Regions from separate parts of the Mus musculus genome. Here regions 2, 3, 4, 5, 6 and 7 are each linked to region 1. A link is a contact called in public HiChIP or PLAC-seq and Micro-C data. All regions are on one chromosome and are shown on one strand. Each heading gives the region's core, a stretch centred on a gene start, on an enhancer-like site or on the middle of the called end of the contact. The rest is flanking DNA. Distances are from core to core; before and after follow the strand shown.

The links. A called contact is a pair of places that touch in the nucleus more often than the background predicts. HiChIP or PLAC-seq counts read pairs in DNA pulled down with a chosen protein or histone mark.
Region 2: a contact with region 1 is called in a FOXA1 HiChIP or PLAC-seq map of pancreatic cancer cells. The contact joins the enhancer-like site here to the promoter of Asb6 in region 1. A contact is called at or near these places in 3 of 39 promoter capture datasets (liver and pre-B cells), 1 of 15 datasets of contacts at CTCF or cohesin (large pre-B cells), 5 of 115 datasets of contacts at active chromatin or transcription factors (the SCID.adh cell line, embryonic stem cells, large pre-B cells and 2 more) and 2 of 9 other capture datasets (liver and pancreatic islet).
Region 3: an HNF4G HiChIP or PLAC-seq map of pancreatic cancer cells shows a contact between it and region 1. The contact joins the promoter of Ncs1 here to the promoter of Asb6 in region 1. A contact is called at or near these places in 1 of 39 promoter capture datasets (liver), 1 of 484 Hi-C or Micro-C datasets (embryonic stem cells) and 1 of 115 datasets of contacts at active chromatin or transcription factors (pancreatic cancer cells).
Region 4: a contact with region 1 is called in an H3K27ac HiChIP or PLAC-seq map of embryonic stem cells, with 7 read pairs. The contact joins the enhancer-like site here to the promoter of Asb6 in region 1. A contact is called at or near these places in 1 of 39 promoter capture datasets (erythroid cells), 1 of 15 datasets of contacts at CTCF or cohesin (the NIH/3T3 cell line), 7 of 484 Hi-C or Micro-C datasets (CD4 T cells, CD8 T cells, the G1E-ER4 cell line and 3 more), 8 of 115 datasets of contacts at active chromatin or transcription factors (the SCID.adh cell line, embryonic stem cells, large pre-B cells and 1 more) and 1 of 9 other capture datasets (pancreatic islet).
Region 5: a contact with region 1 is called in a Micro-C map of embryonic stem cells, with 1.6 times the contacts expected there. The contact joins the promoter of Fnbp1 here to the promoter of Asb6 in region 1. A contact is called at or near these places in 1 of 39 promoter capture datasets (erythroid cells), 1 of 15 datasets of contacts at CTCF or cohesin (the NIH/3T3 cell line), 7 of 484 Hi-C or Micro-C datasets (CD4 T cells, CD8 T cells, the G1E-ER4 cell line and 3 more) and 8 of 115 datasets of contacts at active chromatin or transcription factors (the 230-238 cell line, the SCID.adh cell line, embryonic stem cells and 1 more).
Region 6: a contact with region 1 is called in an HNF4G HiChIP or PLAC-seq map of pancreatic cancer cells. The contact joins the enhancer-like site here to the promoter of Asb6 in region 1. A contact is called at or near these places in 5 of 39 promoter capture datasets (the C10 cell line, the HPC-7 cell line, cranial neural crest and 2 more), 1 of 484 Hi-C or Micro-C datasets (bone marrow-derived macrophages), 15 of 115 datasets of contacts at active chromatin or transcription factors (acute myeloid leukemia, bone marrow-derived macrophages, double positive thymocytes and 8 more) and 3 of 9 other capture datasets (adipose tissue, liver and pancreatic islet).
Region 7: a contact with region 1 is called in an H3K4me3 HiChIP or PLAC-seq map of embryonic stem cells, with 3 times the contacts expected there. The contact joins the enhancer-like site here to the promoter of Asb6 in region 1. A contact is called at or near these places in 8 of 39 promoter capture datasets (the C10 cell line, the HPC-7 cell line, HPC-7-derived erythroid cells and 5 more), 1 of 15 datasets of contacts at CTCF or cohesin (the NIH/3T3 cell line), 3 of 484 Hi-C or Micro-C datasets (bone marrow-derived macrophages, forebrain and regulatory T cells), 16 of 115 datasets of contacts at active chromatin or transcription factors (acute myeloid leukemia, bone marrow-derived macrophages, double positive thymocytes and 7 more) and 4 of 9 other capture datasets (adipose tissue, embryonic stem cells, liver and 1 more).

What each region holds. Positions count from the first base shown.
Region 1 is chr2:30,826,177-30,830,345 of GRCm38.p6, forward strand. It overlaps Asb6 (ankyrin repeat and SOCS box-containing 6), which reads right to left and starts at 2,124. Exons shown (of 6, transcript NM_133346.2): 1 at 1,898-2,124; 2 at 747-922. The coding sequence starts at 2,010.
Region 2 is chr2:30,317,251-30,321,419 of GRCm38.p6, forward strand. Nup188 (nucleoporin 188) reads left to right here. Exons shown (of 44, transcript NM_198304.3): 15 at 1-57. Among named protein-coding and RNA genes, the nearest start is that of Gm39780, 20 kb to the left of the region's middle. Within about 2 kb of position 2,206, at least 8 of the 459 cell types and tissues checked have an H3K27ac peak or open chromatin away from gene starts, as enhancers often do. A contact at or near this core is called in pancreatic cancer cells, where this site is marked.
Region 3 is chr2:31,243,995-31,248,163 of GRCm38.p6, forward strand. Ncs1 (neuronal calcium sensor 1) reads left to right here and starts at 1,929. Exons shown (of 8, transcript NM_019681.3): 1 at 1,929-2,248. The coding sequence starts at 2,185.
Region 4 is chr2:31,163,710-31,167,878 of GRCm38.p6, forward strand. Gpr107 (G protein-coupled receptor 107) reads left to right here. Exons shown (of 18, transcript NM_178760.4): 2 at 3,312-3,434. Among named protein-coding and RNA genes, the nearest start is that of Gpr107, 13 kb to the left of the region's middle. Within about 2 kb of position 1,687, at least 107 of the 459 cell types and tissues checked have an H3K27ac peak or open chromatin away from gene starts, as enhancers often do. A contact at or near this core is called in CD8 T cells and embryonic stem cells, where this site is marked.
Region 5 is chr2:31,140,165-31,144,333 of GRCm38.p6, forward strand. It overlaps Fnbp1 (formin binding protein 1), which reads right to left and starts at 1,844. Exons shown (of 17, transcript NM_001177648.1): 1 at 1,615-1,844. The coding sequence starts at 1,638.
Region 6 is chr2:30,525,636-30,529,804 of GRCm38.p6, forward strand. No RefSeq gene overlaps it. Among named protein-coding and RNA genes, the nearest start is that of Gm14487, 7.0 kb to the right of the region's middle. Within about 2 kb of position 2,021, at least 28 of the 459 cell types and tissues checked have an H3K27ac peak or open chromatin away from gene starts, as enhancers often do. A contact at or near this core is called in pancreatic cancer cells, where this site is marked.
Region 7 is chr2:30,545,626-30,549,794 of GRCm38.p6, forward strand. Gm31585 (a long non-coding RNA gene) reads left to right here. Exons shown (of 3, transcript XR_374225.3): 1 at 1-413; 2 at 1,220-1,291; 3 at 1,853-2,219. Among named protein-coding and RNA genes, the nearest start is that of Gm31585, 3.2 kb to the left of the region's middle. Within about 2 kb of position 2,391, at least 72 of the 459 cell types and tissues checked have an H3K27ac peak or open chromatin away from gene starts, as enhancers often do. A contact at or near this core is called in the HPC-7 cell line, adipose tissue, bone marrow-derived macrophages and 4 more, where this site is marked.

The DNA.
Region 1 (4,169 bases), core at 874-3,373:
GAATTGAACTCAGGACCTATGGAAGAGCAGTCAGTGCTTTTAACACTCTGAGCCATCTCTCTAGGCCAGCCTTTGTTTTCTTGAGCCAGGGTCCCTACTACCTTGCTCTGGCAGCCCTGACCTTGCTAGGTAGCACAAGGTCGCTAGAGATCCTTCTGCCTCAGCCTTCTGCATGTATCACACAGCCAGGCCCTTTGACCATAATGTGGATGGGTTTTGGAATAACCCCCCCTCCCCAACATCTGTAGCTTGTAGGATTCCCAAGTTCCCTGTAGTCTCTGAGCCTGTTTTCCAATGAAAGGCATGAAGGCCTGTGTGGGGGTCAGCACTGACCCCCACAAGCTCATAGGCAGCCCTACCTGTCTCCTACCTCCTAGGGGTGACAGCCAATGGCAGGACAGGTGGCTGGCCCTTCATCATTCCTGATGCGTAAAGAACCTATGCAGCCTGCTGTAACAGATGCCCAGTGTGGCTTATCTTCCCACCTCTAGGGCCAGAGCAAAACCTGCAGGACAGCTCAGAGCAGAGAAATCACCTGCCCTTAGCTCTGGGCATTGCCAGTGTATTCTCTACATGGTAGAAGGATTGATCTGGAAGATGTGGGAGTAGAGGCGCTAAGAGCCCCCAGAAAGACACCCACAGGAAAAGAACAAGGGAAGTCACCCCAAAGACCGGAGGAAAAGCAGTGGCTGGGCCTGGCTGCCTAGTCCTCCTCACCCCACCCCCATCCTCAGGATGCTGCTGACCTTCGAAATTGAGGTTGGCCCCACTCTGCAGAAGGACAGCAGCTGCCCGGGTCAGGCCCAGCTCAGCCATCTTCAGCAACGCATTGCTCACGCCTTCCTGGTAGAATGGAGAGTGAGCCTTCTGCTCCAGCAGCTCCGTGAGGACCAGGATCCGGCTCTCCTCGCTGGAAGCAGAACTGTGCACCAAGAGGCAGAACAGAGAAAGTGGGAACTCACGGGGGCCAGTGGCCCTAGCCTGTGTGCCCTTTCACAAGCATCCACACAAGCTGCGCATGCTCTGTGGGGCACAACTCTTTCTTGGTCAAAAGCATTAAGTGATTTCAAAGCCATCCTTCAGCATGCTGTCAAAGTGCTGGCTCTGCCCCATCTTCTCTCACACCACCTTGAGGGTAGCCCTAAAGCTCTCACCCTTCCTAGACAAAACTACCTACTAAGTGCATCTTGGGCCTGGACGCTGTTCCATATGTTACCCCAGCTCTGACAACGGCCCAAACACCACCTTCAGAGTCACCTGGCCACGACGCGCCTTACTTGCTCTTCGCCCTAATCTCACCCACCAGACCTCTTGCAACAGGTGGGCCCTAAGATCTGACCAACGCCCGGACACAAAACGCTTATCTGGGGCAGCCCTCCTAAATATGCTGGGCTCCGCCAAAGGAGGGCAGTAGCGCCTTGTTGTGCAGCCCTGCGGCCCCGCCTCCGAGTTCTTAAAAACGCCTGGCACTGCATTTACAGAGTAGGCCGCAGAGGAAAGGGCTGATGTGGTTTAGAAAAGACATCCTTGGTGAGACTGCTAGCTCCTCTGCCCCACCCTACTCTGCATCTCAGACCGCGATGCCGGTCTGGGTGCTCGCTTGTCTCTGTAGCACAAGCACTCCGAAGGCGTAGCGCTCCGAGTACCCAAGGAGGTCTGCACAGGGCACACGGACCACACCGGCTTGCTTCCCCAGAGGCTCTCGGAGAGGCCTGCTGTCTGCCGAAAGTCCGGTCGGCCCCAGCCAGGACGTCTCCAGCATCCATGCACAGGCAGCAGAGGCCCGGGTCTTCTGCCCTACAAGACACTCCGAGCCCGCCTCAGGCTGGAGCTCGAGCTCGCGGCCACGCAGCTCCCACTCCCGCTGCGACAACCACAGAGGACCGCAGCGACTTACTCATCCAGGGGCTCCTGCCGCTCCAGATCCTGGATGCCCAGGGCGCCAAGGATGGCGTCCACTAGGGGCTGGTACTCAAAGATGATCCTGCGGAAGCCGTGCAAGAACGGCATGGCGTCGGCCGCGTGTTCCGACACCCACAGGCCACCACCTCCCGATCTACCGGTTCAGACCCCGCGCCGGTGAGCAATCCTCCCAGGCCCCAGTTCCGCACCGGAAGTTATCCTACCACTCCTACTTCCGGTCCGTGCGGGCCTTTGAGGGAGCATGTGAGTCACACTGCCCCCTGCCGCCGGGGAGGACCTCGCGGCGATCATCACTGTCCGGCTCCGCCCCGCACTGAAATTCCCCGCGAGGCCGCTGAAGGGCGTCTGAGCTCCGACGGGGCATGCGGCCCCGCTACTGACTGGCTCCAATCCGAGGTGACACAGGCCCTATTCGGAGCCTGAACACTACTTTCTGCAGCCTACTTGACTTTGGCCACTCTCTAAGGAAAGGCTGCAACCACCTCAGTTTCTCCACTGTGTAGACCAAGTGGCGTAATGAGGATCTTGCACCCCAACTCTTCCCCACAGACGCTGGGGGCAGTTCCTTATTCTCTGTCCCTTGACGCCTAGCCAAACAGGCTGCCCACTTTTCCCACTTTTCACTGGAGGGACTCTGTGAACCTTCATGTCCTGATCTGGAAAATTGGCATAATATCACTTGCCTAGACCCTGAGCAGGAGGAAGCTTTGACATAGCAGAAAGGACTGTACCAGGTAGCGTCCCCCTACGCAAATTTGAGTGGCTGCAACTTTGAGTCCTGCGGCAAGGCCCTGATGACTCTAAAAAGGTCAGTTATGGGGAGGTGTCAATGGTCCTGAGGCTGCACCATCATAGGTGTAGCTCCAATCCCTTATGGGGGCTTGTGTTCTCTCTGCTTGGCACCTGCCATCTGCCATAGAGTTACTGGCTTGGAACAAAATTTCTTCTTTGTTTTAACCAAGAGCCTTCCTGCCTCCACTTCTCAAGTGTTGGGATGCTAGGCTTGGTTCCAGGATAGCCCAGGACACCAAACCCAGTGGCCAAGGATCTTACACAGAATGGGTACACAGCTCCTCTCATGACCTATTTCAGCTCTATGGGACTCTGCACCCAACAGAGTAAACACCAGGTTGGTCATTGTTTATTGGGTTGTTAAGGGAATAATGGGGAAAAAATCTGTACAGGGGCTGGAGAGATGGCTCAGCAATTAGGAATACTGGCTGCTCTTGCAAAGGACCTAGGTTCTGTTCTTAGCCTGCCAGGACTACATAGTGAGGCTCTATCTCCAAGAGGGGGGAGGAGTCGGGTGGAGGGTGGCAGGTTACTGGAGAGATCTTGATCAGCCCAGGTTCAGCTCCCAACACCCTCATAGTGGCTCACAGCCACCCATAACTCTAGGCCAAGGGGATCTGGTGCCCTCTTCTGGACGCTGTGGGCACAGGCACAAAAGTGATGCACATATGGCCATGCAAGCAAAACATCCCTATTCATGGGGAAAAAAAAAAAAAAGTTCCCCTTTGGGCCTGGGAGTTGGCTCACCGAGCAGAATGCCTCGAGTTCCATACCCAGCACCATGAAGACTGGACATCGTGGCTTCCTGCTTTGGGTCTGTGCCTTTGTCCAGGTCACTTCTCCTTTCCTCAGTGGCTCCAGCACTTGGCTTTGGAGGCTGCCCTGATCCAGAATAGCAGTAGTTTAGCCTCCTGACATCTACAAGACCCTTCTTCCAAATAAGGTCACTTTGAAGGTCCCCAGACTAGAGCTTCAGTGGAACTCAGAGGGCAGAATACAAACCCCATGCAACAGGTGAATCTAGGTGTGGTCCTTCTGGCCTTGGCCTCACCATCTTCCCCTAGCCTAGCCTTTAATGGCTGATCCGTCTCTCCAGCCAGTCTTCACCTCTGACTTGATCACTTGCCTGGCTCTCACAGGCCGAGGTCCAATGAAAGGCATCTTGATGTCACCAGTGTCTGAGAGAAGGGACAGGCAGAGTAAGAAGAACTGGGCTGCTGAGCTGGTTCAGGAGGTGGAGGCTTGCCACCAAGCCCTGTGGCCTGAGTTCAGTCTTTAGGACCCTATGGCAGAGGGAGAGAACAGACACCTACAGGTTGTCCTCTGACCTCTACACACATACAGCACGTGTGGATACATGCATACTTAGTGTAAATACACATAGAACACATGAGAATTAACTTGCATTTATTGGAGCCCTCCTCGGGTCCTAGCACTGGGCTAAGCCCTCTTCA
Region 2 (4,169 bases), core at 956-3,455, 510 kb before region 1:
CTCATGAAGATGGAACTCTGTGGCGGAGGCAAACACCCAAACTCCTGTACCCTCTAGGTAAGAAGGGCTGTTTCAAGGGGTCTTTTCATAGGAAGTGCCTGTGAGGCCCTTCCCCCTCTTCTCAGGACTTGTTGACCACTGACTGCTGAGCAGCAGGCTCAGAGCAGTGTGACGAGCAGTGAGTGCTCCCCAGCTGAGTAGCACTCGCTCTTCTCCTTCTCCTCCTCTCCTTTTTTCTTTCTTCTTTTTTTTCTTTTTGTTGTTTGTTTGTTTGCTTGTTTGTTTTTGGTTTTTCGAGACAGGGTTTCTCTGTAGCCCTGTCTGTCCTGGAACTCACTTTGTAGACCAGGCTGGCCTTGAACTCAGAAATCCACCTACCTCTGCCTCCTGAGTACTGGGATTAAAGGTGTACACCACCACTCCCGACTGCTTGATTGTTTTGAGAGCATCTTGTTTTGCTGTTAGCCCACGCTGGCTCAGAATACATGATTTTCCTACTTCATACTGAGCTTCTGCCTTTTTTTTCTTTTTTTTTAAATGAATGTTTTTGCATCACTAGTTTCCCTTACTGTGTTACTGTTGTGCTGTAACAAGGTAAACAGGGCAGAGGTCTGCGTCACTGATGAGTGAAGTGTGTGATGTGCATCCTTCCACATAGCTATGTTTAGAGTGCATGGGCCTTTTCTCTTGCTAACTGTCTAGTGTTTCTGTTGCTGTGATGAGCATACAACCAGAGCAACTTGGGGAGGCAAGGGCTGGTTTTCTCTTCCAGTTCATTATCAAAGGAAGTGACACGGAGACCATGGAGAAACTCTGCTTACTGGTTGGCTCCTCTTGGCTTGCTCAGCCTGCATTCTCATACCTGCCCAGGGCTGAGACCACTCACAGTGGGCTGGGCCTTCCAGATCAATTGTTAGTCCAAAAAATGCCTCACAGACTTACCTACGGGCCAGGCTAGAGGGGTATTGTCTCAGTTGAGATGCTTGCTGTATGACTCCAGCTTGTGTCAAGTTGACAGTGTTAGTAGCAGGCACACTAACCCCAAAGGTTTTGTGAGCATGTTCTCTTATGCTAGGACACTCACTGCTTGGTTTCTGAAGGAAAGCCCTGCTGAGGACATGGGAGCATGTGCGCGCAAGTGTGTGCGCGCGCGTGTGTGTGTGTGCGTGTGTGTGTTTATTCTGACTTAATGACTTTTCACCCCTTAAACACTGGAGGTTTCAGGTTTCCTATTTAAACATTTTTCCCACAGAGTCTATGCAGTATGAGATAGGATCCAGCCCTAAAGTGTTCTTCAGAGCACCCATCTTTTTATATACATATAATTCAAATATCAAACTAGAAGAAAAACAGTTTTGCTGTTTTCTGTATGTACATGTTGATACTAGTGAAATATTCCTATATTGTGTTTAGTTTTAGTATTTTTTTTAAGATATATTTATTTCATGTATGTGAATACATGAGTAGCTGTCTTCAGACACACCAGAAGAGGGCATTGGATACCATTACAGATGGTTGTGAGCCTCCATGTTGTTGCTGGGATTTGAACTTAGGACTTCTGGAAGAGTGGTCAGTGCTTTTAACCACTGAGCCATCTCTCAAGCCCAAGTTTTTTTGTTTTGTTTTGTTTTTTTGTTTGTTTGTTTTTTTTTTTTTTTTTTGAGACAGGGTTTCTCTGTATAGCCCTGGCTGTCCTGGAACTCAGTTTGTAGACCAGGCTGGCCTCAAACTCTGAAATCCACCTGCCTCTGCCTCCCGAGTTCTGGGATTAAAGGCGTGCGCCACCATGCCCAGCTCAAGCCCAAGTTTTAGCACTTCAAATTTGATTTAAAATCTTTTTTGGATGGGTTGTTTTATGTGTGTGTGTGTGTGTGTGTGTGTGTGTGTGTGTGTGTGTGTGTGTGTGTGTGTTGAGACAGTGTCTGTTTGTTTACATAGCCCTAGCTATCATAGAACTTACACTATAGACCAGGCTGGCCTCAAACTCAGAGATCCTATAGACCCTCCCTCCTGAGTGCTAGAAGTTAAAGGTGTGCACCAAAGTGCCCTCCTCAGTTTTAGTGTTCACACAAGTCCTTGTAGAAATCACGGACGGAATAATGCACATTTTCTTCTGATACTGTCAGATGTGCTTTCTATACGCTCCCTGGAAGCTCCACCTTGTGGAGAGACTTTGGGGATTGTTTGCTTAGTGATGTCAGAGTTAAAGTAAGTGAAAGTCCATTGCTGATTACACTGACTTCCTGCCCAAGTCATGTGTGGCCCATGAACTGATGTGCAGTGTGGGTTTGGAGGGTCACCTCTGCTCCAGTGCTGTAGTTTATCTCGGGTGACACACCAAAAAGGAGATGGGTCTCACTTGTCACCATTACACATTATTTGGTGTCATATTATAAATCAGACTTAAAAGTTAATAGGTTTGCCGGGCATGGTGGCACATGCCTTTAATCCCAGCACTTGGGAGGCAGAGGCAGGCGGATTTCTGAGTTCAAGGCCAGCCTGGTCTACAGAGTGAGTTCCAGGACAGCCAGGGCTACACAGAGAAACCCTGTCTCAAAAACAAACAAACAAACAAACAAAAAAAGTTAGTAGGCTCAAAGATGTAGAAAATAGATAATCCTTCTAATGACCTGTTTTGTGTGAATGGTTGTTAAGATTTAAATTGGGCTGACAGTGGTAGAGACAGAGACAGGCAGAGTACAAGACCAACCTGGTCTACACAGCAAGTTCTAGGATAGCCAGGGTTAAATATTGAGACCCTGTCTCAAAAGGACGAAGACTGGATTAGCAAGCTGCATGAAAAGGACCACCATCATAGGATCACCATCTGCACTACAGTGGGAATTCTGTCAGACACTGTTGACTCTGTACATTGCTTGCTCTACCCAGTAGAGTCTTGTTGCTTCTTCCACTCCGTCTCAGTGGAATAGTATTCTTTATACAGAGAGCAGTGGTCCAGTGTACAGCTGTGGTGAGAACAGCTTGTACAGCAATGTAGACGGCTAAGATTTGGAAAGACTCAAACATTATTTTGCCAGTTTAGTTCTCCTCGCTTTTAGAATATTCCACAAAGCTAAGTCAAAATGGTAGTCTTTATGGTCTGCCTTAAAATATTTAAAGATCGCCGGGCAGTGGTGGTACACGCCTTTAATCCCACCACTCCGGACGCAGAGGCAGGCAGATTTCTGAGTTCAAGGCCAACCTGGTCTACAGAGTGAGTTCCAGGACAGCCAGAGCTACACAGAGAAACCCTGTCTCAAAAAAAAAAAAAAATTGAAAGATGAACGTGCTCTGTAAACCTTCCTGGCACCAGGGTGATGACTGCTTGGCTAACCATACGTGCCACTTTTGCAGAGCATACTTCAGTACTACAGAGAAAGGGGCATAGCCTACTGTCCTGGCTGTGTGCCCTCTGCTGCTGTCTCCTACAAGGACCAGCAACTACCTCGCTCATCCCTTTGGTCCTCTGCAATCATTATGCATCAGCGTCAGGCCTTCATACATAATACTGCATTGAACATGTGAACTCTTAGGAACTAGCGTGTCATTTTCATAACCACAGTCCTCAACAAGAGATGGTTGGGAAAAGGCTGTGTATAAAATAAAAGTTTTCGAGTGGATATTTGAGAGGTAAATGAACATGTGCTATATGTGTAAAGAGGAATGCCACTCCATCTTAAAGAGAAACTGTTATCTTAGAGCATGCTGTGTTGATAGCTTGTAGTCTCATATAGATTATGTCACATATAAACCCTGCAGGTGGCTTGCCAGTCACAAAAACACAAACTGTTTTTTGGTTTTGAGACTAGTCTTAACTTTGTAGCCCACACTAGCTTTCACCTCAGCCTCCCAAGTGAGCACTGGGATTAAATGGGAACCAGCCCTACAGCACACAGTTCTGTTAATAATACGAGAAATTTGATGTTAAGTGTATTTGAAACCAGGCTTGGTAGCACACAGTTCTAGAACCCAGCTACTTGAAAGATTTGAGACTGAAAGATCACTTGAGCCTGTGAGTTCACTACCAACCTGAATAGAACTGTGAGATCTTGTGTACAAAATAAATACATAAATACATAAAATAATAAAAATGACTATCTAGTTTGTGTGCATACACTTAAGTATATTTATGGAGGTTAGAGGACAACTTTTGGGAATTGGTTCTCTCC
Region 3 (4,169 bases), core at 679-3,178, 420 kb after region 1:
CCCCCAGAGTCCTGGTTCTTGTCATGGTGTTGGTGACCAGTGGTTGTTGTTGGGCAGGCTTGAGACACGACCATTTCTCATGTTGCTCACTGCAGTGTCTTCAGTCTTCAGTCTAGCACCCAACACATGGAACAACCCCTGGGTTCCTGTAGAGCATAGAACTGTCCTTGAACTCATTATATGGCAGCCATGGTTGCCACTGAGTTCCTGATCCTCCTACCTCCATCTCCCAAGAGATGACAGGCCTGGCTCACAGCTCTCTAAGGCTTCAACTGTTAACCCATGGTCCAAGGTTTCTGTCTGAGCAGGATGTTCAGGTGAGGCTGGCCAGCTCTGAACCTCTTTCTGTGGCTTTTCCTTCGTGTACATTTTGAATCGATCCTCAAAGCTGGGACACCCTGCTCCAACCTCTAGCGAGAATTCCTTTAGCTGTGGCACAGCGCCAGCTTCCAGGATCCATGTCTGCTCACTTCCTGTATCGAACGGGCTCTTCACACCAACAAGCTGGGACCTGGGTCTGGCCTGGGCTCATGTAAGGGAAGGAACCGAGACCATCTGAAGGCTGGAGACATGCAAGAGGTGGGGTTGAAAGGTACCATCGCCCCAGGCAGGGTTTTACACCCTCTGAGAGGGAAAAAAAGAAATTCTGTCCGTGATTGCATCCCTGCTGGCTCAGGAGGGAATGGCTTCATCTTGCCATGGTCTTTCCAGGGCTCTGGTTCCTGGCATGGGTCATTCCTCCCCTACCCGATCTATTTTCATGCCTTTCCCTGAGAACTCTTCCTCCTAATGTTGTCTAAGCCAGTTGTGAACCAGGGATCCTACTGCCTCCCCACCCACTTCCCTGTTTAGCTGGGCTGGCTCCCTGGCCTCTGCTACTAAGACTGGCTCACAGAAGTTGCCACTGGCCCTCAGGGCCTTCTGAGAGCAAGACATATTTCTGCTCCCCTCCCCCTGAGGCTCATTCTTTGGAAGAAGCAAGCGCCAATGGACTAAGAGGTCCAAGTTTTCCTGAGCTGTTAAGGAGACAGAGTTGGGCAGAAAGTCAGGAGAGGTCTCAATTACGATGACATTTTGGGAGGAGGGGAGAGCAGGCCATCCTTTTCCTGGAGTCCTTCCCCAGCTGCAGGCTTCCAGGCATGGAGCCCCACCAACAGGCTCTGCTCCCTCTGGCCACTTCAAGCAAGCCCCACAACAGAGAAGGTTTGAACTGCAAGTACTCCTGGGCACCGGGGACAGAGGCCAGGTCTTTGGGGAAAGCGGCTTGCCAGGCTGGTCTCCAGAAGCTCTGGCCCTTCTGCCTGGCCTCAGATCATTCCCAGCCTTGCCTGGAGCCCCGGGTGTAGAGGCTGCTCTCCCTCCCAGGCCAGACCCCTTCCAGGTTGATACCCCATTCCTCTCTCAATCTGAAGTCACTTCCCTCAAGGCCAGGCAAAAGTGTTCCCACCGAAACCCATGCCAGCCAGCACATCAGGATGCTCCTGGAGAGGTCTGGGATCGCGTCTGTCCTCTTGGCCGCCAGGTCCCCAGCGCCCAACACATCTAAGTGGAATGAATGAATTGCGCCGGGCAGGGATTTGGCCTCGTTCACGTCCGATTTTCCGGGCCCTCCCTGCCCACGCCGCTGCGGAGAGGGGGGAATGGATCGGCGGAGGGGGCGGTGCGGCGACCTCCCAGCGTCCCCGGAGAGCCAACAGGAGAGGGGGTGCCTCAACGCGGAGCTCGCGCCTGTCGGAGCTGGGCGGGAGGTGGCGCCGGGCGATGAGTGGCGGCTCCGAGTCCACCCCTGGCGCGCCGGTGCGGGCGGGAGGCGGGGAGCGTAGGGGCGGCGGCGGCGCAGCAGTAGCGAGCATGTGCTACGCAGCCCAGTAACCAGGGACGACCGCGGCAACCGAGCCCCGGCGGCTGCGGCTCTCAGCCCCGCGCAACTCCTCGCCGTGGCCGCTTGCACCGCCAAGGCCTGGCCCTCGCCGGGTCCCCGAGGCCCCTTGAACCGTCAGCCGCGGTCGCGCAGCACGCCGGAGCCCCGCGCACGGGACGCGCGGGCACGGCCAGACAAAGGCGCGGCCCCGGCCCGGCCCAGCCCGGCCTGCCGGCCTCCGCGCACCCCGGCCCGACCCAACCGCTCCCGCTGGGCGCCCCGAGCGGGTCCGGCCCGGGGAGCGGGGGCCGCGGCCGCCGAGCATGGGGAAATCCAACAGCAAGTTGAAGCCTGAAGTTGTGGAGGAGCTGACCAGAAAAACCTACTGTGAGTGAGCCCCGATCCCAGATCCCCGATTCCCCATCGAGCCGCGACCTTCCCTCCGCCCTTCCCGGCCGCGCCCCTGCCCCGCACCTGGCCCATTGTTCTATCCGCGCCCCCGCCCCCGGCCATGGCTGGGTGTCGCCTGTCAGCGTGCTCCAGGGACCACTCTGGGTCCTCAGGGCATCCGCAGCCCACCCGCTGCTCCCCTCCTGTCCGAAGGACCCGGGCTGTGCCGGGGCGGGGGGCAGTGGTCCCAGGAGGGGGCGCCCGGGCGTTGTGTGGCTCTCCTGCTTGGAGCAGGGTGGGTGGGTGATTCATGCTTAATGATGCTGCTGCGGCTCCTGCCTCTTGCGAGGTTGGCCTGTCGCCCCCTCCCTGGCAAGTGTGACTGTGTTGGGAGGAAGAGGGCTGGCGAGACTGGTAGAACGCTCAGGTAGTGACGGTAGAGGGCCAAGGGTCCTGGGCGCCCTCTTAGATGTCGCACGGTTGGGCTGTATTCTCCATCCCCCCTTCCCTTCTCCTGTCTCTACCGCACCAGGAAATGGGTTTACATGGCCCGAGCTGACGAGCGAAGGAAGGTCTGTCCCACTCCACGGTCCACTAGATCAGTCCCAGGCGTGGCTCTCCACTTGCCCAACTTCACAGATCTGCCTCTGCATCTTTAGTGCCTCCACACCAGGTGTCCCCCCTCCTCGCAGCCTCTCCAGGGGTGGCCCTGGAAGTGGGTCCTGGGAAGCTTTGGCTGAGCGCTCTGCATCACCCGGAAAGACAGGCAGTTAACTGACAGCTCGGTGTAGATGGAGGCTCTGGTGCAGTGCATGGTCTCTGCTCTCACCCCCACCCCCACCCCCGGTATCGGTCTTCTGAGCACGTTTGCAGGTCTTGGTCAACCTAGTGCCTTAGCCCCATGCTCCTCACTCTCCCAGACTTAGAACAAAGGGGGCTTTACTGCCTGGGCTCTCCTGGCCCCTGTCCTGAGGAGTTGGACACCTTGGAGGTCACATCCAGGAGAACTATCCTTCCCAGCCCAGGCTGCCTACTCTCTCTTTCCAGATTGGGTGGGTAGCTTTTTCTAGCTTGTTGCTGTTTGTGAGGTTAACTGGACCCTCGAAGGTGTGGCTCACAGCCATTAGCAGGTAGGCTATTGGTGGGACACCCTCCCTCCCTGAACGGGCCAGGACCCCAGGGTGTGGGGAGGGTAGAGGGCTCCATGGACTTCTCCAGGAACCATGGCATGTGGTGTACCATGCTGTCTCCATGATGGTGAGGCTGGGGGCCACCAATGAGCCCTGTGAAGTCAGGGTCCTGCTTACTGAGTGTGTCATGCACCATCGGCTGTGTCCTTAGCACAGCTGTACATCAACAGCTTGTCCTGTTCTGGGCACTCCAGCTGCTCATAGAGAGGAAGGCAAGGCTGGGAGATGTGAGCTGGCATCCCTGGCTTATGCCAAGAGCCCTCTGTGCCTCTCTTTCCTACCCTGGCCCAGTGCTGGATTTGAAAGACCTTTCGTTCAGCCCCATCTCTGAAGGGCTGGCCATTAACTTGGGAAGAATGGGGCCAGCAGAACTCTTGTCAGGCACTGGCCTGGTGAAGTTCCGCTGAGCTATTTTTAAAGGGCTTTTGTGATGTGGAGCAGTTTTGTTCAGGGATTGAGGCAGTCTGGGCACTTCCCCCTCATCCAAGGCCTCACTTAGGGCTGGGGGACTCACTTGCTTCTCTCTTATCTCCCTGTGAACACCAGCTCCCTCCAGGCAAGTCTATGTGGTTGGTCCACAGCTGCGCTCTCTCTCTCTCTTTCTCTCTCTCTCTCCCCTCTCTTCCAGGGAAATACTGAGTAGGGAGTTAAGGGACGCATCATCCAGGAAGGATTCCCAAATGTCACCATCTCCTATCCCTGCTGCTTGGCTTGCTCTTCTCTTAGGT
Region 4 (4,169 bases), core at 437-2,936, 340 kb after region 1:
AATGATCTTGTTGAATTCACCTGATGTGCAGCTTACTGTGATCAAGCTTACAGCACACTGTTGCTGTTTTTCTTTTGGCCCACAATGGAGATACATACCAAGATAATTGTAGATGAGGTGGTGGGTCGTCTGGGATTTGTTCCCCTAATTGGCAGAGGTGTGTGTGTAAGCAGGGACAAGCCCTGGCACTTTCGACTCCTGTGTAATGCAGACAAGTTCAAAGCAAGATAAAAGATGCACTGTTTATTTGCTTATGAAAGGCATGCAGTGAGTAAGTGCCCAGGTGTAGAGTTCCTGCCTGGGTTGGGTCTGCTTCTCTGGTCCAAGCCAGCACTTACCTGTCTGGGCCTGTTTCTTCCACAGTAGCCTGAGCAGAGCAGCACCCGCCTTGTAGAGTTGTAGGGAGGCAGCTCCCTGTTGCAGAGCACTCCTTAGAGCCCTGCTGGGTCCTGTGCAGGAGGTGGCCAGTGCATCCTCTCTGTTGCTGGTGTCTGGCAGGGTCAGCCTTGGGATGCTCTGGCAGACCCTCTCTGTCCCCACATGAGGATGTACTGTCCCATTGTCAGGGAGCTTGGCTGCCATTTCCAGGAGAGTAGCAGGGAGAGGGCAGGAATACTGAGCTGCCACCCAACTTCTCATCCTCTTGAGCTCCTGATCCTCCTGCCACTGTCTGCCAAGTGCTGGGGTGTGCTACAGGTGTGTACTACAGGTGTGCTACAGGTGTGCACTACAGGTGTGCGCTACAGGTGTGCTGCTGTGTCAGGTGCATGGTGCTCCTCATAGAGCCTCAGTGAGGCTTTGTTTAAAGATGAGGTCTCACTGTGTAACCCTAGCTGTTCTAGGCTTGAACTCACAAAGACCCACCTGCCTCTGCCTCTCATGTGTGTCTGCTGTAAACTTCCTACATGTTGGACAGAGTAGAAGACTTATACTCTGAAAATGGAAGTTTGGGACCAGTGAGATGGCTCAGCAGTGAAAGCCTGATGACCTGGGCCCCCCATGCTGGAAGGGGGGACTGGACTCCTACAAGTTGTCTTCTGACTTTTTCTTTGTACTGTGACATGTGCATACACACACAAGTAAATAAACAAAATACAAGAAAAAAGTAAAATCCGTATGTGCTGAACATAAATGTACAACTCAGGTTATTTCCCCAATGTAAACACACTGTAGCCAGCAGGAAACAATTATTAGTGCTTTTACAGTTTTCTCAAGCCTTGCCTTTCCCTCAAGTGACTGGAAAGTCCCTTTCTCTGAGGAGCAGTCACCGTCCCCTCCAAATCCTGTCGTGTGTGTGTGTGTGTGTGTGTGTGTGTGTGTGTGTGTGTATTGTGAGTGGGCTTGCTTTGCTCTGCAGATTGCTTCTCTGTGGGAGTGTGGGTTTGCCTCAGTCTCCTGTCACTGGGAAGTGAGAGGCAGCACACTGCTCCAAATGCCTAGCTGAACTCTGCAGTAAAGGAAATTCCCAGAGGACCAAAAAAGGGAAGAGGGAGTTGAAAACACTGGCTGGAGCGGGGAGGGGAGGAAGCGAGTGCCATTCTGAGATATTGCAGGAGTCTGGAGAGAGTTTGTATTAGACCGTTGCTGAAGGCCAGTGCTCCAACCCTCAGACCTAGCTGGGATGGGGAGCCAGAGTCAGCCAGGGAATAAGACCCTCCTGGTGGCAGCTTTCCAGGGCATTGTCTCTTGGCCTTGTGGGTGGGGCTTATCCTAGTCCCTCAGAAGGTCCCATTGACAGCCCCTGAGGCCTGGAAACTTGTAGCTATAGGCGAGGGTCCCATCAACAGCTGCTATTGTTTGGGTAGCTCCAGCATTATGAGTAAAGAGCCACCTTGTCACAGGCAGTTCATGTAGTCTCAGTAATGTCACATGTCAGGACGAAGCTGTGTTAGAAGGCTTTGCTGATATCTTGTCCTGGTCCTGAAATGTGTTGTCCTGCATCAGTTGAGACATGGAGCAGGCAGGGGTTGGGCATGTTTCTCTGTGGGCTGAGGCTTGAGCACGCCCGGGATTCCCCCTGCTCAGTTGTCTGTCTCCACTTGACTTGTTCCTGGGAGGGCCTCTGCATTAGCTTCTGCCCTAAGGCCCAGCATACTGGTTATCACTTAGGGTCAAGTGACAAAAGTCTGGGAGGAGCTGAGGGCAGCAGGGCGCTTGTACTTACTTCAACACTCCCCTCCCCTGCCAGAATTGGTTTCTTTTATACATTACAAAATTTTGGGGGTGGGGAGTATTTTTTTAAAGATTTATTTATTTTATGTATTTTATATACACTGTAGCTGTCTTCAGACATACCATAAGAAGGCATCAGATCCCATTACAGATGGTTGTGAGCCACCATGTGGTTGCGGGGAATTGAACTCAGGACCTCTGGAAGCGCAGTCAATGCTCTTAACCGCTGATCTATCTCTCCAGCCTCATAAATATTAAATTTTAAATTATTCTTAATTCTATGTAGGTGTATGTATCTGCATGTGGGTGTGTGCACATGAATGCAGGTGCTCACAGAAGCCAGAGGCAAAAGATCCCCTGGAGTTACAGATGGTTATGAGCCTCCTAATGTGGTTGATGGGAGATGGTTGACGGAAGAGCAGCAAGTGTTTTTAACTGAACTAGGTCCTAGCCTCCAGCCCCCTATGTTTTTTTGAGGGGCCGTTGTTTGTCTTTTTTTTTTTTTTTTTTTTGGTTTTTTTTTTGGTTTTTTGAGACAGGGTTTCTCTGCATAGCTCTGGCTGTCCTGGAACTCACTTTGTAGACCAGGCTGGCCTCGAACTCAGAAATCAGCCTGCCTCTGGGATTAAAGGCATGTGCCACCACTCCCGCTAGTCTTTCTTTTAAACAGGTTCTCACTATATACCCCTGGCTGGTCAGGAACTCAGTGTAAACCAGCCTGGCCTTGAACTCACCCTCCTGCCTCTGCCTCCTGGGTGGGTATTAAAGGTGTGCACCCTGTGACTTGGCCTCCTCTATAAAGTTTTGCCTACCAGAAGACAGGCACTCTTCTTTCAGGAAGAATGCAGGCTGATTAATCATGGTTCACCTTGCTGTGGGATTCACATGTCAACTTGACCCTGACCAATTTGCCCAGAGCCCATACAAGTATGCTGAAATGAATGAGTCCACAGTTGCCCTCTGCAGGGCTTTGACATCTGTCGGAATCCTTTTCAACATTTAAAGGGTAGCTTGTGACAGCTGGGTCTGTCTTTGCACCTATGTAAACTTAGACTGACCACCATGAAACCGGACACATAGCTAGCTTGTCAAGCAAATGAACAAGCTGACTAATGAGACATCAACCCCAATCTCTGTAGGATGATGTGCGGCATAAAGTCCATCTCAACACCTTCGGGTTCTTCAAGGATGGGTACATGGTGGTCAACGTCAGCAGCCTCTCTGTGAACGAGCCTGAGGGAGCCACGGACAAGGATGCTGAGGCAAGTGTCTTCCTGTGGGTCAGGGGTTACTCCATCAGCCTCCTCCCTCCTTGCCAAACTGGAGAAAATTCAGTGTTGACAGTTCCAAAATTCACTGTACCAAAGCACGCTACAGGGCCCTCTTTACTTTTCTCTATTTAAGATTCATTTATTATTATATGTAAGTACACTGTAGCTGTCCTCAGACACACCAGAAGAGGGCGTCAGATCTCATTACAGATGGTTGTGAGCCACCATATAGTTGCTGGGATTTTGAACTCATGACCTCTGGGGGAAAAAAAGCAGTCAGTGCTCAAACCACTGAGCTGTCTCTCCAGCCCCAGCTTTACTTTTATGCTTCCTATAGTCTGCGCAGTGCTGGGGCGGAACCCAGGGCCTTACTCATGCTGGATGAGTGTTCCCAACCTCAGGTTGTGGCCTGTGAGTGATTTATCTGCATGTGCACCTGGACACCAGAAGAAGGAATTGGATCCCATTGCAGATGGGTGTGAGGCACCATGTTGTTGCTAGGAATTGAGCGCAGGACCTCTGGAAGAGCATAGCAGCCAGCACTCTTGACCACTGAGCAGTTCTCAAATCCTGTAGTTCTTAAATAAATATTTGATTAATGATTTTACTTGAGCAGCTGTGTCCTTCTTACAAGAGAGCCCTCAGGCTGGAGAGGTGGCTCAGCGGTTGAGAGCACTGACTGTTCTTCCAGAGGTCCTGAGTTCAATTCCCAGCAACCACATGGTG
Region 5 (4,169 bases), core at 594-3,093, 310 kb after region 1:
GGAGTGGCTCCTGTGTTTGACGTCCTCCTGTTTTCCACTCCTCAAAGATGCAGGAAGAACAGCCATGATGTCAGCTCTTTAGCCCAGCTATACCTGCCCTCGCCTGGGTCACCAGCTACATCCTTCACCAATATGGCTACAAAATATCCACCTCCCTAAGTCGCTCAAGAACCAAGTATTTTCTGCCTTCAGAGTTATGCCCTGCTGTTTGAACACATGCCCAGACTTCCATTCTGTTGCTGACCTTGACTTCTGATGTGCCCCCACCACGGTGTGAAAGAAAAACAAACCAAACCAAAACCCAATCAACTAACCAAACCACACACCCCCAAATCAGAAAAGAAAATAGCACGCATAGGCGAACAGTTTTGCCTACTGTGGGTGTGTACAAGTTGCTTTCAAACTATGCGTTACATTTATTTTCAAAATGGGCATTTGCCCCGGTCACCTGACATTTTGACAGCCGAATGAATGGGAACCCCTTTGACAGAGGATGTTTATGAAATGAGTTATCTTGGGAGCCAATGCTCCCGGGATTTTAGTATTAGCAGAAGCTACTGTAGTCTAAGGAATGGTTATGTAAAAACAATCAAGGCAAAGAAAATAATTTAAGGGGGATGCACAGCATTTCCCTAATTGCCCTAACCTTATTTTGACACGGCATTTCTTGGCCTCATCTTGGATGGCAACACCACCCCATACTTTATCCCTCCACACCCTTCACAAATGGAATTCAGAAAGGTAGTCAGCGGGCACTTAGGATTCATCACTGAGAAGGACTGGTCTCGGGCACATTTCAGCGCAGTAACCGCGGTTTCTTCCCCACCTTCACCCAGGCCATTGCACCGCACGCCTATGACCAGCCTTTCCCCGTGCTCGAGTCCAGAGGAAGGCAGGGCAACAGGCCCTGCCCCTCGGCCAACGGCCTCCCTTTCCCGGAGATGCCCTGAGAGCTGTCCTGGCGTCCTCTGATCGCCCTCGATGGGACCGTTTCCAGATACAAGCTGATCACTAACCCACCTGCACCCCCAAAGGAAGGATCCTCGCAAGATTATCCCCTCTCGAAACCGTTTCGTTTCCTCTGGGCAGCAGGACAGAACCAGGTCCCCGGCAATCGTCCCTCCGTGCTATCTTATGATCTCCCCTACCGCTGTCCCCCTGCGGACCAAACACCGCAGCCCCCCTCAAATTCAGAATCTGAGCTGTCTCCAAGATACAAGTGCGCTCCAACCGCCTCGGGGCTAAAGTCCTCACTTTCAGAGAGAAGACCTTACCTCTCGCTACCGGTACCCCCGAGACCCGAAACCCTGCGCCTGCCAGGCCGCCCCGCCCCCGGGAGTAGCGCGGGATCCGCCCGCACCTCCAAGCGTATAGATCGGCCCCAGAGCTCCGGCCAGGGGCGCGCGCAATTACGCAGCCCGGCACAGCGCGGGCCCCACGCCCCCGGGGAACGCCCGCGGGTTGCCGCTCCGGGAGCCCGGACCCAGCTCCACGCCGCCCCGAGGCCGCCGGGGCCACCCGATCCGCGCTCCCTCTTTGCTGGGCGACGACGCACGCCGAGGCCCCTCGATGCGCCTCCCGCCCAGGCCGCCCGCGGCCCGGCCCCTCACTCACCCAGAGCTCAGTGCCCCAGCTCATGGTGCAGGGACCGGGAAGGGGCCTCCGACCCCCTTCGCCGGCGATCGCTGCGGCCCTCCGAACCTTGTGAATGCGGAAAGCCCGCCGCTTCCCCCGGCCCGCGCCTCCTCTAGCCCGAGCTCGCAACCTCTCGTCGCTCCGCGCGGAGCAAAATGGCCCGAGGAAGCAGCAGCAGCGACCGCCGCAGCGCGCCCGCCCCGCACCGGAGCTGAGGGGCGGGATGGGGCGGGACGAGAGGCGGGACGGGGCGGGACCGGACTGACAGCTCGTGCATACCGTCCCGCCCACAGGCTCCCTTTGGCGCAGTTGCCCCGGGGGTCTGGAAGGACGTGAACCCCTGGGGACTCCTGCTCGTCATCGGTATTCGGCAACCAGCGAGCCCAACTCTTTTGGGACCTGCGCTCTCTGTCTGCAGACTGGGCTGCTGGTGATCACGTCCCTCCATCGCCATCTGCCTTCTACCCATCGCGCCTAGCGCTGTTTTGCATTTCAGAACTTTCGCCAGGTGGCCGCCGACGCCCACCTTAGAAGCTCCCGGAGTGGCTTCTTCCACTATCCAGACACTGTGGAGGCCCAAAGAGCTCGGCAGCGCGCGCGTAGGAGTGGGGCCTGGGACCGTGACGTCGGTGCACAGTGTACATAGGACGTTGAAGGGAACAGCAATCCAGCAGATCCAGGAACCCAGGGAAAGAACTCGGGAATGTGAGCCCAAAGAATTATAACCAGTGCCTTTTTCTGCCTATTTGGCCAGGAATCTCGGCAGTGAAGTTGTTACCCTGCTGAAGGACAGCAGAATCTCTGAAGGGCCCACAGGGACTTTGGAGGGTTCAAATTCAGCCTCTGCACTCTTTGGCTGGGTGGTCTAGAACAGGTTTCACCTCTATCTGGGGGAGAGCCTCAGCTGCCAAAAGGAGGCAGTGTCTACCAGTCCAGGCCTAGTGATGTGAACAGAGGAGGTGAACTGGCCAGTGGGTGGCTGACGCAGAATGGGAACCATCTCATTAACTCTTCCAAAACTCCACAGAATGTCATTTCTCACATGCTGTGGAGAATCTGGGGGCTTCCAACTGTCTCCTCAGAATCTTTCTTTCTCTGAATTCCGAGACCTCTCCTCCAGAGTCGTGACCCTCTTCTACACAATTCTCCACTCCCTGTTATCCTGAACCCGTTCATCTTTTTCCAACAGTGAGTTAAATCTCCTTAAAGGGTGAATCTCAGCCCAGTGTGTGCCGTCCCAGACCTAACACTCCTAACCAGTCCTAACACTCCTGAGGCAGAGGTAGGAAGACTGCTGCAAGTTCAAGGCCAACCTGAGCCACATAGTAAATACCAAGTAGGATGACCTGGTCCACAAAGGGGAAAACCTCAGCTAAAATAAAATAACAATGGTAAACAATAATGGTGAGGTATGGAGGCAGAGGCAAGTGGATCTCTATGAGTTACAGCTACATAGTGAGATCCTGTCTCAAAAACCAAAACTAAGCACAAAATAATAAATTTGTTGGAAAAGGAAAAAGAAAGAAAGAAAAAGGAAGGAGGGGCGGAGCTGAGAAACCTTGCCTTAAACCTCAGGACCTCCTACTTCCTTTGCCAGGCAGTTACAACTATCAAAACTATTCTGGTCTGTCTTTTGTCAGCCTCAAGACATGGCCTCCACCCTCTGTGTCTGTTTGAAGTATTTTGCTCCCACATTTACCAGGTCTGAGCACTCTTGACTCCCTCGCCTGCCAGGGATGCAAGCATCAGGATGGTCAGGCACCTTCCTTCCAAGGCAGACTTATGGCAAGGGTGAGCTGGAGGGCTTGGGACTGTAAGCAATGTTAACCACGCCGCAGGGTTGTTTTGTGTTCCGTATGCATGTGTATCAGCGCACCCATTCATGACTGGGGCCCTTGGGACCCCTGGAAGTGACCTGCAGATGGTTGTGAACCACTCATGGGGATGGAGAGTCAAACCTAGGTCTTCTGGGGGGGCAGCCAATACTCTTAGTCTCCCTTAGCCATCTCCCCAGGGCCCGCAATGTCACTGGGTTTTATTTTCTCCAAGCTGAAAATGACCACTGTAGGGAGACCCTGCCTGCTGGCATCCTTATCACCTTGCCTCTCTCCCCGCTTGTTAGTCGTTTCCTTTTCCGTCCACGAAATGATCTAATCTTGACTTCGGAAAACTAGAATGACCACTTGAAAAAATAGGCTAGCCAGGAGGTAAAGCAACCTGTGCCCTGAAGAGAAAGAAGCGGAAGGAGAGAAAGATGCCGAAAGATGAGTCGTTTTATTCGAGTAAGCAGAAATTGTTAGCTGCAGAACCTCTGGAAGCCACTGTGGACTACAGGAGTCGAGCTAACGGAGCACACTTACTCCGTATCTTTCATGGTGGATAAGGCTGGACGGCAACTGGAAGAGGCTTGAGTCAGAAGCTCAGAGGATGAAAGGCAGCTGCAGTGCTGATGCTTTAGCTGGGTCAGTCTCACCCTAGCAAATGCTGACCTCAGCACAGCTGCATACCTGCTCCACCTCCAGTCACAAAGGCCT
Region 6 (4,169 bases), core at 771-3,270, 300 kb before region 1:
TGGGAGTCCTCAATGAGGGTGGGACAGAGCTGTTGGCATTCAATGTGGGACTGAGACTCTCTCTCCCCCTTCCTCTCTCCCCCTTTCTCTCTCCCCCCTTTCTCTCTCTCTCTCCCCCTCCCTCCTTCCCTCCCTCCCTCTAATTTTTCATCGCAGGCACCTTGCACACAGGAAGTGGAGCAGTAAGGGAGGCAGGCAGGAGGAATGGAGTTCTTGGTGCTCCCAGCTCTCCCTTCCTCCTGTTCCTGAATGACTTGGTTTCTCTCCCAGCCCAGTGCTGCCTGCATCAATGTCTGCAGTAGACATGGTGACAACCAGGGACCTTCAGATAAGGGAGAAGGCCTGGCTCGATGAAAACCCCACCCCTTGTTACTCTTAACTTGGGTCACCTGCCACAGACAGGGAGGTCCTCTCCATCCACCGAGTCTGCAGGTGGCTCAGTCCCAAGGGCACTAACTGCCTACCTAGCCTGGCTCTCTTCATGGCCTTTGTCCCTTCCTCCCAGTGGAGCTGTATCTTATCCCCTTCCTGATACATACGAGTTGGCTGTCCTGACTCCTCTGGGGAGTCTCTCTGCCTCTGGGTACCAGTGGCCAGGATTTTTTTTTTTTTGTTTCAGTTTCCACAATCCAACACCAAATGCATCCTCCCCCAAACTTTCATCTGGATTCATACTCTCTGAGCTACCACACTGGGAGCTTGTGACAACCAAGCCTGGCCTTTTAGGGCTCCCCAGGAGTCCACAGTGAGTGTGCCTGGCTGTACCCTTCAGAGGCTCACATCCCAACCTTGCTGTCCTCCAGTGACCCCTGTTGACACCAGGCTGCTGTCATGGTGTTCAGGCTGGAGCTTCTGCCCCCGGCTCTAGCCAGGGGCTTTCTTAGTAGTGACCATCCAGTTGGAAGGGCTGTTCTTTCCATGGCTCCAGGCCTCTGGGTTCTGTGATGTCTGCTTGCCCTGGAGCTGCTGTGGCTACTGTCTGTTCACAGGATTGTGGCCTGCTTACCCATGATGCTCGGGGCAGCCTCTGTGTGGCAGACTGAGGTCTGGATTATTTTCATTTCTCTTCAACCTGTGGCTTGTTGGCATCCATCAGTTCTAGAGACTCATTGGCTGGCTAAGCTACCATCTCAGTCTATGTGGTTTGGGGATAGAGCCCAGGATCTCATACATGGTAGGCAAGGGCTCTATCCACAAGTCATACCCACAGCCCATAGAATCACCTCCCCCCCCTCCCCCGGTTTATCGAGACAGGACTTCTTTGTGTAGCTCTGGCTGTCCTGAAACTAGCACTGTAGACCAGGCTGGCCTCGAACTCACAGAGATCTGCCTGCCTCTGCCTTCCGAGTGCTGGGATTACAGGTGTGCACCACTACCATGAGGCAAGAATCATCTTTAAACATTGTTTCTGTCTACTTCCCTTCTCTCTGAGATTCAATTAAACCCTATCTTTTTTTAGTCTGTTTTTTCCCCCAATCTCTCCATTTTATGCTTCTCTGAAATGCATTTTGGATGTTTTGTCTTAGATGTTTATTTTAGAGGTTTATTTTATGTGTATGAGTGTTTTATCTGAATGTATGTATATGTGTCTACCGTGTGTGTGCCTGGTGCTCTCAGAGATCGGAGGAGGCTGGAATTACAGATGATTGTGAGCTGCCGGGTCGGTGCTGGGAACCTAACCTGAGTCTTCCGCAAGAGCAGCAAGTGCTGAAGAGCTGAGCCATCTCTTCAGCTCATAAACACTTGAAGCATTTTCACATGCCTCGGGTACATGGGGAGGTCAAAGGACAGCTGGCAATCAGTTCTCTCCTTCACCACGTGGGTTTCATGGATCAAACTCAGGCGTCCGTGCTTGGTGGCAAGCCATATTGCTGGACCTGGATATTTCCTTCTGACCTATCTTCTTTTAATCTAATTCTTTCTTTGGCTGAATTGAATCCATTCTCCCACCATCCCTAGATTGTCTTTTCATCCCTTGTTTTAATTGCTTATTACTCAGAGAGGAGATGGAGGGAGGAGGAGGATGTGAGTCACAGGGAGCACGACCCACGATGCCACAGGAAGGAGCTCCATTGATGTGGCTGAGCCCATGGTCCCCAAAGCTTTCGTTCTCCAATTTCAAAGACTGCAGGGAGCCCTAGGGGCTCTTAACTCCTGAAAGGAGGAGGTCTCTGAGTTCTTAAGTGGCCATGTTGTGTAGCTCTGGATGTGGGGTCCCTAAAGGCAGATGGAACACAAGCGAGTGAACAATCCACAAAGAACTGATATCGCAAACTTGCAGCTCTTTGGTTTAATGGCAAGACACCAAAATTCAGATGTGTACAGCACCATCAGCAATGAGTCAGAAATAAAATCTCAGGGCTTTAGTTTATTTACGTACTGGCTTATCATATCGCTGGAGAGCAAATGCAACTACCTGTATGTGCTAGGCTGCTGCTCTACCACTGAGCCACATCCTTGACCTCTGCATCTCCTCGCAGTCATTGTCACAGTCATTGTCACAATCACGTCCAGCACTTCTGGTCTTATTTATCTTTTAATTTTGTGTCTTTATTTGCTTTTATTGTATGACTGTTTTGACTTGCATGTCTGCCTGTCTGTCTGTTCACTGTGTGTGTGTGTGCCTGGTCCCTGTGGACAGAAGAGTGTGTTAGATCCCCTAGGACTGGAGGTACAGAAGGTTGTGAGCCACTGTGAGGGGCCTAGGAACTGATTCTGGGTCCTTTGCAGGAGCACTGACTAGTGCTCATCAGCACCAAACATCTCTCCAGGACACCTCTACTCTGTTCTTTTATGAACTTGCTATATTGTCTTATAGCATTTTTAAAATTAATATATACACACTCTGAGGCAGGAACTTGTTATGTAGCTCAGGCTGGCCCTGAACTCACAATCTTTCTGCCGCAGACTCTTGAGTCACCACACCTGGCTGTTTCTTGTTGCTTTGTGTTCACAGGTGATCGTACAAACTTGCCTTTTATTGGATTTATTTCTTTGAAAACCTTTGGCCAGGTGCAGTAGCTCATACCTGTTGTCCCTGTGCTGGGAAGGCTGTGCTAGGAAGATTGCTGTGTGTTCAAGGCCGGTTTAGGTCGATATCATTATGGAGTGACATCCTGCCTCAAAAACAAAACAAAAAGTAGAGGAGGCTTATCAGGGGGTCTGATGACAGTAGTTCAATCCCTGGGACCCACACAGTGAAAGAGAGAGCTGACTCTCACAGCAAGTGGACCTCTGACCTCTATGTGCATGCCTTGGTACACACACACACTCACACACACATATATACACACAATACACTCACACACACTCACATATACATATATACACATATACACATTCACACATACATATACACACATGCACTCACACATACACTCACACACACATACATACACTCACATTCTCCCCTCACACACATACATACATGCACACACATTCTCCCACACATACACATACTCACACAAACACACACATACACACATTTTCTCACACACACACTCATACTCAGTCGCACACTCTCTCTCTCTCTCTCTCTCTCTCTCTCTCTCTCTCTCTCTCTCTCTCTCCCACACACACATCAATGTTTTAAAAGGGTGTGTCAAGATGGCTCACTGGGCACACTAGTTACTTTTCTGTGCCTGTGATACAACAGGCAAGCACAAGCCGCTTCTAGATGAGAGAGACTATTCTGGCTCACAGTTCCACAGGAGCTCTGTGATGGTGAGGAAGGCGGTAGGAGCAGGAGCTGAGGGGTCACATCGTTATCCAGAGAGGAAACTGGACGTGGTGTGAGACTCTAGACTCTCATCCCCTCCTCCTCCAGGAAGGTACACCTCAAACTATGGACCAAGAGTTCAAATATCCAAGCATGTGGGAGACATTTTTATTTGTAGTGGAGGTGTTTGTTTTTTGAGATATGGTCTCACCCTGTCGACCAGGCAGGTCTTGAACTCACAGAGATCCTCCTGCCTCTGCCCTCTGCGTGCTGGGAGTAAAGGTGTGCACCCCTATGCTCTGCTCAGTTTTCTTGTACACCCCTGTTGGTGTGTGTGTGTGTGTGTGTGTTTTAAGTCTTTATATATGCTCTGGATCTTTCAAACTTTTTTTTTTCCTTCTGTGAATATGCATGCTGTTATGGATGATGGATGTATGTACGGAGGTCAGAG
Region 7 (4,169 bases), core at 1,141-3,640, 280 kb before region 1:
TGTGAACGCGCAGGCTCCCTGCTTACACCTCCTGGCCCTGGGCATCTCAGCCCACCTTAACTTCAACCAGTGAGGTTCAAATTCAGTTGATTTTGCCTGGCTAGTTCTAGTAAGGAAAGCTTTTCTGGCGTGGTTGTTTCGATGCTTGAAATAAATGAGATCCAAGCAATTGTGGGGAACCTCTCTGGCCCAAGCATCCTCTGCCTCTCTTACTGCCTTCAGGCAACCTCTCCCATGAGGCCCTCCTGGGCTCTGGCCCCAGCGCTGTGGGGCACGGACTTTGTCCTCTCGCACCCCCATTTCTCCTCTTGCAGCCCTTTGTGATGGCTACCATAACAAATCACTCCAGATTTAGTGTCATAAAACAACAGCGGAGTTCTACAGGTCAGAGGTCAAATCTGGATGAATTCAAGGTGTGCAGCAACATTGGGTTCCTTCTGCAGATTCTCGTGTGTGTGTGTGTGTGTGTGTGTGTGTGTGTGTGTGTGTGTGTGTGTGTGTTTGCACTGGGTTCCTTCTGCAATCTCTATGTCTCTGTCTCTGCTTCTCTCTCTTGTGTGTATGTGTTTGTGTGTGTATGTGTGTGTGTTAGCACTGGGTTCCTTCTGTAGTCTCTATTTCTGTCTCTGCTTCTCTCTCTCTCTCTCTCTCTCTCACACACACATACACACACGAGAAAGAGAGAGAGAGAGAGAGAGAGAGAGAGAGAGAGGACTGGGTTCCTTTTGCAGGCTCTCTCTTGTGCATGCATGTGTGTGTGTGTGTGTGTGTTAGCACTGTGTTCTTTCTGCAGTCACTCTGTCTGTTTCTCCCTCTCTCTCGTGTGTGTCTGTGTGTGTGTGTTAGCAGTGGGTTCTTTCTGCAGTCTCTGTTTCTGTCTCTTCCACCCCCCCACCTATCTCCCCCCCCCTCTCTCTCTCTCTTTCTCTCGTGTGTGTGTCTGTGTGTGTCTCTGTGTGTGTATGTGTGTGTGTGTTAGCAGTGGGTTCTTTCTGCAGTCTCTTTCTGTTTCTGTCCCCCCCCCTTGTATGTGTGTGTTAGCAGTGGGTTCTTTCTGCAGTCTCTTTCTATTTCTGTTCCCCCCCCCCCGTGTGTGTGTGTGTGTGTGTGTGTGTGTGTGTGTGTGTGTGTGTGTAAGGGTCAGCCTCCTTACCTTTCTCCAAGCAGAGAGCCCACCCCCTGACTACCTTCCTGATCTTTGGCCCTGCTTGCTCTTCAGTTACCTGCTTTCCCATCTCAGAGTCCCTCAGTCACTCGGATGAACTAGAAGAAACCCCCGGCTCAAAGGCTGGTGAGCTGCCTCTGTTCCTCTCTGCTGTGAAACAAGCCATCTGTGTGCCCCAGGGGTTACGCTTGGGACATTGTTCTGCTAACCAGTTCACCTCTCCAGCTCCCCCCACCCACTTAGAAGCCTCTTTCTCTTCCAAGTCTTTCTCCCACGATGCCTGCCTGAGGTGGTGCCTGCACACTTCAGGTCTCCTCTGACCATAGGCCAGCACTCTAAAGTATTCCTGCAGCCTCTTCTACCTACAAGGAAAGCCAAAATGGCGCTGGGCCACACACAAACCCTGATCTGCCCACCCGCTGGTCTCCCCCAGACCCTTCCCTCTCCTACCCTTTCCCTTTGCGTCCTGTTTCCTGTATATTCCACGGTGTTTGTCACCTCCTGGCCTTTGCCCGGTGGTTCCACTCTGGATCTTTCTGTCTGTCCGCCTTCATTCATGTCCCCAGGAAGCTTGACTGACCCTTCCCAAGCACCTGAATGTACTTATTGTTTATTAGTCTGGCAGAGCACAGAGGCCTTGCCTGTCCCCTCTTGTCCCTCACAGTCTTGTGTCTTGTTTGGCCACAGAGCTAGCCATGAGCTGGTCCCAGAGTCATGGTGAACCCTGTGAATTTCTACTGAAGCTCAAGGACTTGGTCTAGGGATGCTGACGAGACCCACGGCCAGGACACACAAGATGCCAGAATGACAGCCGTGACGTGACATCGCTAGCAGCCGCTGACACCGGAAGCTGTTGACACGGGATGCCGCTGGCACCGGAAGCTGCTTGGTAGCATCTCCAAGCTTGCTTTACATAAGCTCTCAGAATGGCTGGGGAATCCAGCTCTCACCTGCTCCCCACTTTATGGATGAGAACCTTGGACTCTTCAAGTTGACCATACCTGCCTTTTGACTAGAGTGGAGGCCAGGGAAGTTTCTCATGCTTCCTGCTTGGAGGGGGCGGGGGCGGGCGGGGGTGGGGGCGGGGGCGGGTGGGGGCAAGCCCCAGCTGTTGTTGAGGTGAGGCATGGTGACTCTTCCTGGAGGAGGCTGAGGCTGGTCAGGACTTGGGTGGGGCTGAGCAGGCTGCTGGGAAGCCGCTTCCTTCCGGACCCTTCCTGTTTCCTTTTCCTCACTGCTCAGCCAAGCGATTGTCTTGCTCAGCCCTCCCCGGGCCTGCCTGGGCAGGATGTGGAGGCAGGAGGTTCTGTTTTCAAAAAGTCAAGTGTGGATTAAACACCTTGAACTGCAGACTCAATGTGGCTCAAAGAGTAACTTTTGTGTTATGTGTATTTTACCAAAATAAAAAGAACTGAAGGGCTGACTAGATGGCTCAGTGGATAAAAGTGCTTGCTGCCAAGCCTGGGACCTGAATTCCGGCCCTGGAACACACATGGTGGAAGGAGAGAAACCATTCCTGCTTGTTGTCCTCTGGCCTCTCCACAGGGACTGTGGTATGACGTGTGCTCTCCTCTCCAGATACATTTTAATGATTGTAATTTTTTTTTTTCTTTTGGGACAGAGTTTCACTGTGTAGCCCTGGCTGTCCTGGAACTCACTCTGTAGACCAGGCTGGCCTAGAACTCAGAGATCCGCCTGCCTCTGCACCCCAAGCACTGGGATTAAAGGTGTTTGCTACAACACCTGGCTATGATTATAAAATTTTAACATCAAATTGTCAAAAGAAAGGGAAGTGGCTCATGTCCCCGAATGTGAGGCTCTGTACCTGTGAAGCAGTCACCGCCCCTTGCCCTTCCCCATGCCTGACATTTCATTCTCTTCTGGAACTGATGACAGGTGTGAAGAGCTGATGGGCTGGCAGTCCCATAAGGGGTGCTCCTGGCTCTAAGGACCCATGGCAGGGGGACTAGGAGTTTGGCTCCTAGATGAGTCCCCCCTCCTCAGTGCTTGCAGCCTTGAGAGTCACAGGTTGTTTCCTGTCCCTGGCTTTCCTCTTCCAGCAACCATGATTTGTGGAGATGTCTTTCCCAGTGGGTGGGAGTCCTCTGCTGGCACAGTCCACTATGCCGCACTTTGACTATCATGACAAACAGACTCTTCTGTTTTCAAGATTTGTTTCTGTTTTACGAGTGTGTGATTGCATGTATGTCTGTGTATCATATGGATGCCTGGTGCCCTCAGAGGCCAGAAGAGGGCATCAGATCCCCTGGAACTGTAGTTCCAGGTCGTTCTGAGCCCCATGTGGGTGCTGAGAAACAAAGCCAGGTCCTCGACATAAGCAGCCAGTGTTCTACCACTGAGCAACCTCTCCAGCCCCTCCCTGCATCTTAAATTTGCTCAGTGGACAAAGGGCTGGGTGTGAGGCCGGGAGACTGCATAAGGCCTTTCAGCTACTGACTTCCTCTGTGTCCTAAGGAATGTCATCTCTCTGTGCAGCACCAGGTCCTTCCCTGTAAGCTAGACCAGTGTGGGACAACATCAGGACTCTGTCTGTCTTCAGTACTTCCTTCATCCTCTCAGCCTAGACATGTCCAGTGCCCATGGAGGAGGAAGAGGAAGAGGCCGAGGATGCCAAAGCCAGTGGAGCCCTTGGCTCCCAGGGCATGAACCTTCAGAGTGTTCTCAGACTCTGGCAGCCTCCACCCTGGGTTCTATTCTCTCCTGCTGGTGGTTGGAGCTGTGCCCCATCATTGTGGGAGCAAACACCCACCTTAGTCATAGGATCTCAGAACCAGGTGTTATTTCCCCATGTGTCCCATGGTCTCTACAGGACTGGGCCCACAGAAGCCTAGAAAGTGGTTTAGCTGTTGCTACAAGCAAGGGACCGAGGAAGAAGAGAAGGTAGAGAAGTCAAACTCTGGATTCAGGGTCTGTGCGAGACACACAAATGCTTCACAAGCAGAAACTGGGCCATGGTGTCACCACTGAGACCCAGAGGGAATAA